Linked DNA regions of Gossypium hirsutum: region 2 is linked to region 1. The links are chromatin contacts, called in public Hi-C maps. All regions are on one chromosome and are shown on one strand. Each heading gives the region's core, a stretch centred on a gene start, on an enhancer-like site or on the middle of the called end of the contact. The rest is flanking DNA. Distances are from core to core; before and after follow the strand shown. Region 1 holds the start of LOC107953076 (zinc finger CCCH domain-containing protein 56). Region 2 holds the start of LOC107953083 (protein RETICULATA-RELATED 5, chloroplastic).

Evidence for each region. Hi-C and Micro-C count contacts between places; a contact is called where the count stands out from the background.
Region 2: a contact with region 1 is called in a Hi-C map of leaf, with 1.6 times the contacts expected there. The contact joins the promoter of LOC107953083 here to the promoter of LOC107953076 in region 1. A contact is called at or near these places in 2 of 34 Hi-C or Micro-C datasets (both in leaf).

The regions. Positions count from the first base shown.
Region 1 is chrA07:25,248,451-25,253,692 of Gossypium_hirsutum_v2.1, forward strand. It overlaps LOC107953076 (zinc finger CCCH domain-containing protein 56), which reads left to right and starts at 2,393. Exons shown (of 3, transcript XM_041117852.1): 1 at 2,393-2,509; 2 at 3,487-5,242. The coding sequence starts at 3,515.
Region 2 is chrA07:25,599,198-25,604,439 of Gossypium_hirsutum_v2.1, forward strand. LOC107953083 (protein RETICULATA-RELATED 5, chloroplastic) reads right to left here and starts at 2,491. Exons shown (of 7, transcript XM_016888306.2): 1 at 1,737-2,491; 2 at 1,133-1,262; 3 at 123-653. The coding sequence starts at 2,314.

The sequences.
Region 1 (5,242 bases), core at 1,143-3,642:
TTATAATATTAGTTTTTTTTTAATTTTAGTAAATTTTAAAAAAACATTAATAAGTTGAAAAAGTAATTTCATTATAAAATATATATTTTTAAAAATATTTAACTAGAATAATTTATATTAATGTTATTTAATTTTAAAATAATATAAAAATTCATCATGATTTGAATATTAATATTAATAAGAATATATTCTAATATAATATTATTAATAATTTATTACAGGTTATTTGTTATAGATATATTGTTAATTTATTTTATTTTAATGTTAAAATTATCAATATTCAATTTTTGTAATTTTATATTTATCTTTGTTTTGCGCAATGATATAATTAACTTTTACTATATTTGAAAAATATAAATTTAATTTGATAAATGTTATTAATATGTGTCTTTTGATTTAAGTTTAATAAATTAATATTCATTAATTTTAATATTATAACATTAAAAATTAATTCAATTAGTCGATTAAGTCTTACCTTGATTGGCATTGACATTGTTTTCAATATAGGAGGATGTGGGTTCGAGTGCGTTGAAGCACGCTATCCTCCTATTTAAAGATTGGTAGAGGAGCTATGAATAGTTTTAATCAATGATACTTTGATTCTGTTATATTTGTAATAAATGATTTTGACAATTTTTAATAAATATATATATCAATATTCAAAATGAACTTGAACACCTATTTGTCAATGTTCATTTTGGACGAGCATATTTAAATCTTTTTTAATTTTTAAATATGTGTTGACGCAACATGCTTATTCACATGGTATAACACATGCCAATTTTTTATTGCTTCCATCAACCACATCGATGTCCATTAATAGTCAAACCGATCAACGCCACTTTTTGTTACTGAGATGGCCTAATTATTTTTTGTTGTTATTGAAGGCTTAATTAAGTGCACTTTTTCTCTAATAATTCAATTGATTTTTTTAAAATTTTTTTACTAAGGACTTTTTACTCCCTTTTGCCATATATATACTAATAATAAAACTCTTGATTGAGTTGGTGTCACAATTTAATCCCTTAATTAAATTTTTTTTTTAAAAAACAACAAATATTGTTATGAAGGCGATTCTTATTCAATATTTTTATTTATCTTTGAAAAATTAAACCGATTGTTCTTTTTTGAAGTACTTAATCATTTTTTTAAAACTATAAAAAATTAGAAAGTTGTGCAAAGAAAGCTTTCAAATACTTGAATTTGAATGTAATTACTTGTAATTACATATTTGTGGTATGTTTGGGTAATTATTGTAATTAGTTGATCTATTAAATTGAGTATAATTGAAGCACTCAAATTACATTATTCATTTCTTAAAAGGGAGGCTGAGAATTGATATAGTTATCCAAGTGATTATAACTAATTATACTCAAATTTAATTACAATAATTTAAATTTAAATTTAAGAATTTTTTTTATACAATAACAATAATATTTTAATTATATATTATTTTATTAATCTCATTTAAATAACACAAAAAAGTTATTGACATAAGATAATTTCACATATATTTAATTTACTAAGTATCTAACTAAATTACATCATACCTATTAATATAAATTGTTTATATTAATTTTAACTAAATTACATGTACTTATAGTTAATTATGTATATTTGGCCAATGGTCAACTGATGATGAGTATATGGTTAATATCAAAGATGGACTAACCTAATAAATATGGAATGTTAAAAGTAATTTGATAAAATTGTATAAAATGTTCATTTTCTAGTTAGCTTCATTAGTAATTTTATTGCCAAATGCTTTTTGGACTAACATGTTATATATGATTTGGTTTTAAATTTTTACTTGTTTAAAGAATTTTTTCTTAAGTATTATGGATAATTTTTTTTATAATAATCAATATTTTAAAATTTAAATTATATAATTATAATTTATACAATCAAACATATAAAAATTACGACATATTTATACTACATCAATTGAATTAAATTGAAATTCTTTATAATTAAAAAAAGTGTAATAATTACCCTAATATTTTAATCCAATTAATCTATAAATCTCTAATCACATATGAAAATAACTACTCACTTTGCATAAAAACTAATTAAAAATAAATAAATTTTCCGTCTGATACAAACTTAAAAAATCAATAATCAAAGCAAGTGAAAGATTTGCTTTTGACTAATTTGACTTTGTTAACGACGCCGTTGAAAGGAAAGCAGCACTCACCCGACATCCGCTCCACCCAAGGCTCCGATTCACTGGGCCCCGTTTAAATAAACAAACAAATAGGGAGGTCACTGTCCACCGCTTTATCAGGTCACTAAATCCCCACTTCTTACTCACCAACTCCACTCTCGACCACCTCCTCTCCCGGTCACCCTCCCCCTATCCATTAAAAATTTAAATGCAGCCCCCTCCCCCCTCCCATTCCTTCAATTTCGTGGCCAATCTTCCATGTATACCCTTCTTATTTTCACTTCCTTTCTCTCGATTGTTTGTTTCTTCTTCTCGCATTCTCTGCTGTTATCTCCCTACATTTTGGTACGGTTTCCAACTCAGTATCTGGGATTCTCTATCGTTCTTTTGGTTTTGAATTTTGTTTATGATTCCTTTAATTTAATTCTTATATGATTGTTGCAAAGTTGAATGATTTCTTGACCACTTCCTTCATTCTTTGCTTTTAAATATGCTTGTTTGGCGAGAAAATCTGGAAAAGGTCAAAGCAACTTGAATTTCAAATTAGATTTTCTTTTTCTTGATTTTTATGCTATGCAATGTTGGCATGACTCAGCCTGATATGAAATTTATTTGTTAACTCTTAACCATTGTTTATGTAATCTCGGTTAAACATTTTATAGTTCATTTCTTTTCTATTGCCAATCACAATAAGTTCCCTGCCCATGAAATCTTCATCATTTTAATAAATGCAATTTCTGGAAGTTATATATTTTTAAGAAATACTATTAGAATATACTTTCTGTTTTTTTTTCTCTCTTCTGCGTTAAATCCTGAAAATTAAATATTGATTTATTGCTAAAAGGTTGGAATCTATTTTTCCAAAATGAGCATTTTTTCTTTCTGATTTTTTGGCCGGAAATTGAGGAATTTGTAGGTTTTTTTTTTCCTGTTAAAAGAAATATTTAGTTTACTCCAAAGGTTTCCTTGTTATAAAATTTTATTTAAAAGTTTATTTCCCCTCTTCTGCTCATTTCATACTCCTTTCCCTATAAATATAAATTTACATATACATACATGCATATATACGTACATACTGATAGCTTTTCTCATACTTTTCTTTCAGTATCAAAGTTAGTCTACATTTTTTTAAAGAAAACTCTTCTGTTTCATTAATAACATGAACTGTTCTTTTTGGCTTATCTTATTTATTCCTTTTTCGGTTTCCTTATTCACGAGAAGTGTTGTTCGGACTTCTATATGTTCTATAGTTTGTTCTTCTGTTGGGTGTTGTTGTTGTTCTTGCATTTCCTTGACATATTTTAGATTTTTTTTCTTTACAGGTTGTGTTCTAACGAGTCCAATTGAAGTATGTGTGGCAACTTGGATACACCATCCTCATCTGAGGAAACCAAGACAATGGAATGTCTAACTGGAGCGGTAGGTAATAATTGTTCGTTCTCTGTTTTGCTTGAGTTTGCTGCTGATAATGATGTTGAGGGTTTTCAAAGATATATGATTGCAAGTGATGTTTCTTTGGTTGGTGAGGTTGGACTTTGGTATGGTTGCCGGAAGAGCTCCAAACAGATGGTCGTGGAGCAGAGAACTCCGTTAATGATTGCTGCTAGGTACGGTAGCGTCGATGTAGTGAAGTTAATTCTTTCCCTGTCAGAGGTAGATGTCAATCTCTCATGTGGCCCAGATAAGAGAACTGCTCTTCACTGTGCTGCTTCGGGCGGGTCTATTGGAGCTGTAGAGGTTGTCAAGTTGCTTTTACTTGCTGCTGCTGATCCTTGTGTCACTGATGCCTATGGCTGTCGCCCTTCTAATGTTATTGTTGCTCCTTGGAATATGCCCCAGATAAAAGTAGCCCTTGAAGAGCTCTTAAACAATCATGATCCTGTTTGTCTTGAGAAATTACATGATAGCGGTTCATCAGATGTAAAGATAACTGCAGTTACATGTAAGACCACTGATAATATTGTTTCTTCTGCTCAAGAGAAGGAGTACCCTGTTGATCCATCTTTTCCTGATATTAATAGCAGTATTTACAGCACTGATGAGTTTCGTATGTTCTCGTTTAAGATCCGGCCTTGTTCTCGAGCTTATTCCCATGATTGGACTGAGTGTCCTTTTGTGCACCCAGGTGAAAATGCTCGAAGAAGAGACCCAAGAAAGTTTCATTACAGTTGTGCACCATGTCCTGATTTTCGTAAAGGGAGCTGTAAGCAGGGAGATTTATGTGAATATGCTCATGGTGTTTTTGAATCCTGGCTGCACCCTGCCCAGTACAGAACTCGAATCTGCAAGGATGGCACAACGTGCCAACGTCGCGTCTGCTTCTTTGCTCATAGACCTGAGGAACTGCGACCACTTTATTTATCCTCTGGATTAGGCATTCAGTCTCCGCAATCTGCTGCCTCTTCTGTGATTACAATGGATAAGATAGGAATTCTGAACCTTTTGCCTGGTTCTCCGTCAGCTTTGACAGCAATATCAGTGTCTCCATTTTCTCCAGCCATGTCACCCTCTGCTAATGTTATTTCTCAAGCACCAACGGGTTGGCCTCAACATGTTCCAACTTTGCATCTGTCCGGAAGCAATCTTCAAGGAAGCCGTTTGAGGTCCTCCCTCAATGCAAAAGACATGTCAGCCATGGAACTTAACATGTCACGGGATTTTGAAGTGCATCAGCGGCGCTATCTCAGTAATTTGTCCTGTTTTTCACAACCACACTTGGGGCGTAAGTCTTCAAATTTAGATGGGCTTTTTTCTACTGAGGTCTCTTCTACTCGATGTCCTAATCAAGTGACTGCTATGCCTATTTTATCTCCTGTGCTTTCAGCTAAGCTAGAGCAACAACAAAGAGTGTTATCTCCAATTGAAACAAACATCTTCTCTCCCAAGAATGATCACCCTCTCTTGCAGTCTGCATTTGACGCTTCCTTGTCAGAAAGAATTTCAACTTGGAATGTGGAGCCTTTATCCCCGTTGAACTCCCTATTATCTGCTTCTACTAACCTTGAGAAGCAGCAGCAATCACTTCACAACTTAAGCACACAGGAACTTGGATATAAGCTCTCAAACGATCTCGAATCA
Region 2 (5,242 bases), core at 1,241-3,740, 350 kb after region 1:
TTAGCACAAATCAACGGAACAACCTTAAGTCAATCCACCGATGCATCCAAAAAATATATATACCAATCAAGTCAAGGAGATAAAACATGCAATACTACCATGAAGGCTTAAGCACAGATAACCTGGGGTAGGGCATCTCGCTGCCTGCCAGCTGCATTCATGACTCGAGCAATTTCAGCACGATCAAAACAATTACGACTGCAAGGTCTGGCTGCAGAATACCACAAGAAATCAGCAACAGGGACGTCTCCCTCTCTTCTTATGTATTGCCTTTCAGGATTAAGAAGTATAGCCACTTGGTTCTTCTTCTGAATCTTTTTTGAAATTCTGGCAGGCAACCCTGTCCCTCTAGAACCAAATTGGACATGGTTTGCACCAGTCACAACTACTAACAAACTTGTGGCTCCTCCATCTGAAACTTCTTTCAGAATAATTTGGGACATGTTATATTCGTCAACCACTCTTGCTTGTGCAGATAAATATGAACTTGGACCGAAGGGAATTGACTGAGTCGGGAAATGATTTTCCATAGACGATCTACGTGAAATAGAACTAAAGCCTGATATGAAGCCTGAACCAGCTGGAGGAGAATATGCCTTACGCTCAGCCTTAGAGAGGCCACGAATACCTTCAGCTTGCGCAGTCCGTAGGATCTACATCAAATTAAATAGAATACTCCATATTACTATTCTCCTTGTGCACAGCCATACTGATAGAATGATAACATAATATTGGTAATTTGGTATGAATCTAAAACAGAAAAAAGAAAATTTTCTTTCTCCCTTTCTTATAACATAGGAGACCATAAATATCTAGGATTACATCAGAGGATATCCTCTCCATCCCTATTTAAAATTGAAACCCATAAGTAACCCAACCATAATAAAATAAAAATAAAAAAATCAAGTCTTCTGAACATGATGCAACTAATAAGACCTATTACAACAAGCTGACAAGATATTCTAGCCTTTTAGACACCCAAAATGGTGTAAATTAGATCAATCAGCTTTTCTCAACAAACCCAACAGGGTGATGAAGCAATAAGTTAACACCAAAAGGATGATGGCAGAGTTAATGCAAAAAGGATGAGTAGTACAGAATCCCCAGTGACTACATAACAACTTAAAATTACCTTTAAAGGAGTTCCACAAGCAACAAGGCGAACTTCATTATCGCGACAATAATTTAAAATGGGTTCATACTCCTGCCACCTTTGAGCTGACCAATGTGAAACATAAGATTTCAGTCCTTCTCCATCTATCCTGTCAACACAGAACTTTCAAAACTATAAGCCTTTTCAACACTTAAATACAGATGTTTCAATTTCTTTGCCGCAATAGATTGTCTCTATTTTTAACAATATACACACCAGGGTTCAAATAATGTGTTATGTGTGTGTAAATATGTATGATCAACTTTTAAGTTTTTCTACTAATAATATATGTTCAGTAATGCAACTATAATCATTCTGCCCGTACAATTTCGATTCAATCCAATACATCTATCATAATAATGGTTTTTCAACATATATATAACAATTGAAATTTTTACATTCAATAATTAGAAATTTTCAATTTACATGAAATCAGCATGTCAACATTTAACACGAATATGATTGCTGAATTAAACAGATATTAAGTGTGTAAACAATTATGAAATTATGTAAAACTAATTTACTTAGAGATGAAAAGTCATATATGTATTTAGAAAGAGAAGTCAATGCAATAGAAAGTAACCTTTTAGCCATAAACTGATCGAGTTGGTTTTGTAAATCGGAAGGAAAAGCTTCGAGAGCCAAAGCCAACGGCCTCTGGTTCTCAACGCAGCGTTTTTTCAAATTCTTAACAATCTCAAGCTCCAATTCTTTATCGTCTCTAATTGGAACTTGCTCAGCTTCTCCTAAATAAACAATCCTGGCATTCATCAACTTCTCCCACACTTTGCTCTTATCTTTCCCCACCGCCAACGGCTCCCCGATAGCTGTAGCGTCGTATATCCTCGCCGACACAAGCGCCTCCTCTACGACCACCTTAGGCGGAGGCGAAGTCACCGGAGAGGAAGGCAGCGTTATCTCCTCGGCCAAGGACTGGGATTGTTGTAGGAGGAGAGTGCCAGCGGCGGCGAGAAACGGAGTGAGGAGAACGGCGCGTCGAGAGACTGCGGAGGAGCGGCGGCGAGCATCGTGGGGGTTGTCGTGAGGGTGGAGAGAGAGAGTGAGGAGGCGAGTAAAGGAAGGGAGACGGCGTCGTATGAGAAGGTGAGGTGGGGATGAAGGATTAAAATTAGAGGTGATGATGTGAATGTGGGGTTTCATTTTTCTGATTTGGAGGAGGAGAGTGTCGATTAGTCGGAGTGGTACAACAACATTACATTACATACAAGGCTGGTGAGGAGAGGCTAGGAATCATTTGAGACTTTGGAAGTTTGTGTACGAGAATGAGACTCACACAACTTCCCCAAGTACCCAAACGAATAACCTATGGTGTTTTGAATGCCACGTAGGCTATGCATCTGCTACTCTTCTTTTCCCATATTATATGTCTTATATGGTAAAATTACAATAGAGGACCTTATATTAAGAGTTAAATTATTTAAAAATTAAGAAAATTAGTCTATACATGTTAAATTGGTCCTTATTGTTAAAATTTTTATCATTTATACGGTTAAAAACTAGTGTGTTGACGGAATAACAAAAAAGTGACATGTGGTATGTCACGTGTACCTAATTTTGATGTACAATGATCAATTTTTAACGGTAAAAATAAATAAAATTTTTAACCAACAGACCAGTTTACTATTTGATCTGACATACAAGAACTTATTTGCCCTTTTTTTTAGTAGAAGGGCAAAACGTAATCTAATTCTTAATACAAGGGTCTCTATAATACTTTTAACGTCTTATATCTATCTATTAATAAAATAATAAAAATAATAAATAACAAATTTTAGTACTCCATTTTAAAATTAAATAAACTTAAAAGGAATAGTAAAATTTGAAAGATTTTAAATTAAAATTAAAAATAAAATAGTAGATATCCTCAAGGTTCAAATTAATTTCATTTTTTTCAGAATAAGATATTACATATAACCAGCTACAGATAAACTTACATTTCTTTTATAAATAATAATAATAAGAATAATAATCAAATTGTATAATAAGAGAAATTAACATATAACCTAATAAGCTGAAGTGTCATCTTTTGTATTCTACTTTCTTCAAACCTATTCTCTCTCACTCCTTGCGTTTACTTCTCCGACTCTTTTTCTACTCTTTATCCTTGTTTACTCGTTTTATTCTCTTTTTCCTTCTTTTATCTTTTTTCTCTACAAAATGTCTTTGCTTTTGTCTTGTCTTGGCCCCGTGATAATAGAAGGCCATGAATAATGTGGTGAGCAACTCAAAATCAATAATCGTATTTCACAAGGTAATAATGTGTTCACAAAAAATTGACAAATTTAAAACCTTGTTTACAGCCAACGTATAGTTGCCGACAAGTAATATAACAAAACATTCGTCCACGAGTATTCTTATAAATGAAACCACCATGTTGAATGTTTTGATATAACAAATAGCCTTTACATTAAATATGGTGAGTGAAGTCTGCTCTCTAGCATGATTTTAGTCTGCCCTTGTTGACACAATTTTGTTTGTTTCATTTTCTGGTGTTTTATTATTTTTTTTGGTTTCTTTGATTATCGGTTTCGATTGGTGTTTCAATGGAAGATGATTTGGCGAATCTTTGCTTTTCAGACGAGGAAGAGGATGCTTTTTAGAAGGACGTAAAAGTGATGGAACGGGATATGGACTTTTCACTGGTTGGAACTGTTTGACCAATAGCGTGGTTCACTTTCCGTCTCTTCGGTATACCATGCCTGATTTATGGCACCCTATTGGAGGTATCGCTATAACTGATATAGGAGAGAAACATTATTTATTTAAGTTTTTTTCATGTGGTTGATATGAACAGAGTTTTAGACAGTCTACCGTGGGTTTTTAATAACCATTTGTTATTATTAAAACTAAGTAAAAATCACATTTTCGCTACCAAAATTAAAATTAAAAATTGTGAGTAATAAATAAATAATTAATTAATTAATTAAGCTTTTTTTAAGAAGTCATTGTTACTTTAGAAATTTAAACTAAAATATTTTTTTATAATTCGTCAGCTTTTCTAAAAATAGACTAATTTTTTTAAAAATAAATAAATATTTTAAATTGAATGTTTTATAAACTCTGATAATACTAAACTATTTCAGTGGTTAATATAATCTCTCAAATTTAAGTGTAACATCTAGAATGTTACAATCCTTACAATTCAAAGAGCTTAAAACTCTTTTCTTTCTTTTCTCGTATGCATGGACGAAGGTAGAAGATGATAATAGTGGTTCTTAGTTTTGTCTGTTTCTTCCCACTATCTTTTATCAATTAACTTAATTACTTTAATCAACTTATTTTTAATCAATGGTCTGTCGAAATTATTTTTAATTTTTGAAAAAAAGGGGATCGACTTTAAAACAAAGTATGGAGTCGCCACCAATCCTTTTTTGTTTAGGTGTGATCGAATCACCTAATAAAATATTTTATTTTATTAAAAAAATTAATTTTGGCCTACGAAATTCGAGAAAATAGGTTCGGGAGTTAGTTACATACGAGGAAAGATTAGCATTCTCGTTACGTCCAGAATTAGTACGAAATTGATTAAATTATGTCATTATGTCCAAGTTTTTATTTTAAAAAAATTGAAATATGATTCCTTTTAATACTTTTGGATAATTTGAAATGGACGTTAAAAATCTCTTGTTTCGAAGGGATATAATATTACATCCAGTACGTTAGGACATGATCTTTTAAACCCTCGAGACCATGATCAATTTCCGATTTCTAAAAGTTCGTACATTTGAAAATTACAAAAAGGATATTCAATTTATTGGTCCAACGAAAAATTGAAACCCAACACGTTAGGGCACGATTTCTCGAATTTCCAAATGTTGAATATTGCCTTGTTGGGGTTTAGGAAATATGGACGAAATTAAAAGGGATATTCGATTATTTAGACAAACGGAATTGAAACCCAGCACGTTAGGGCACAATTTCCCGCATTTCCAAAAATCAAATATTGCCTTTGTTTTAAAGTTTTAGAAAATACAGACCAAGTTTTAAAGGGGCATTTAATTATTTGGATAAACAGAAAATTGAAACCCAGCACATTAGGGTACAATTTCCGAAATTTCCAAACATCAA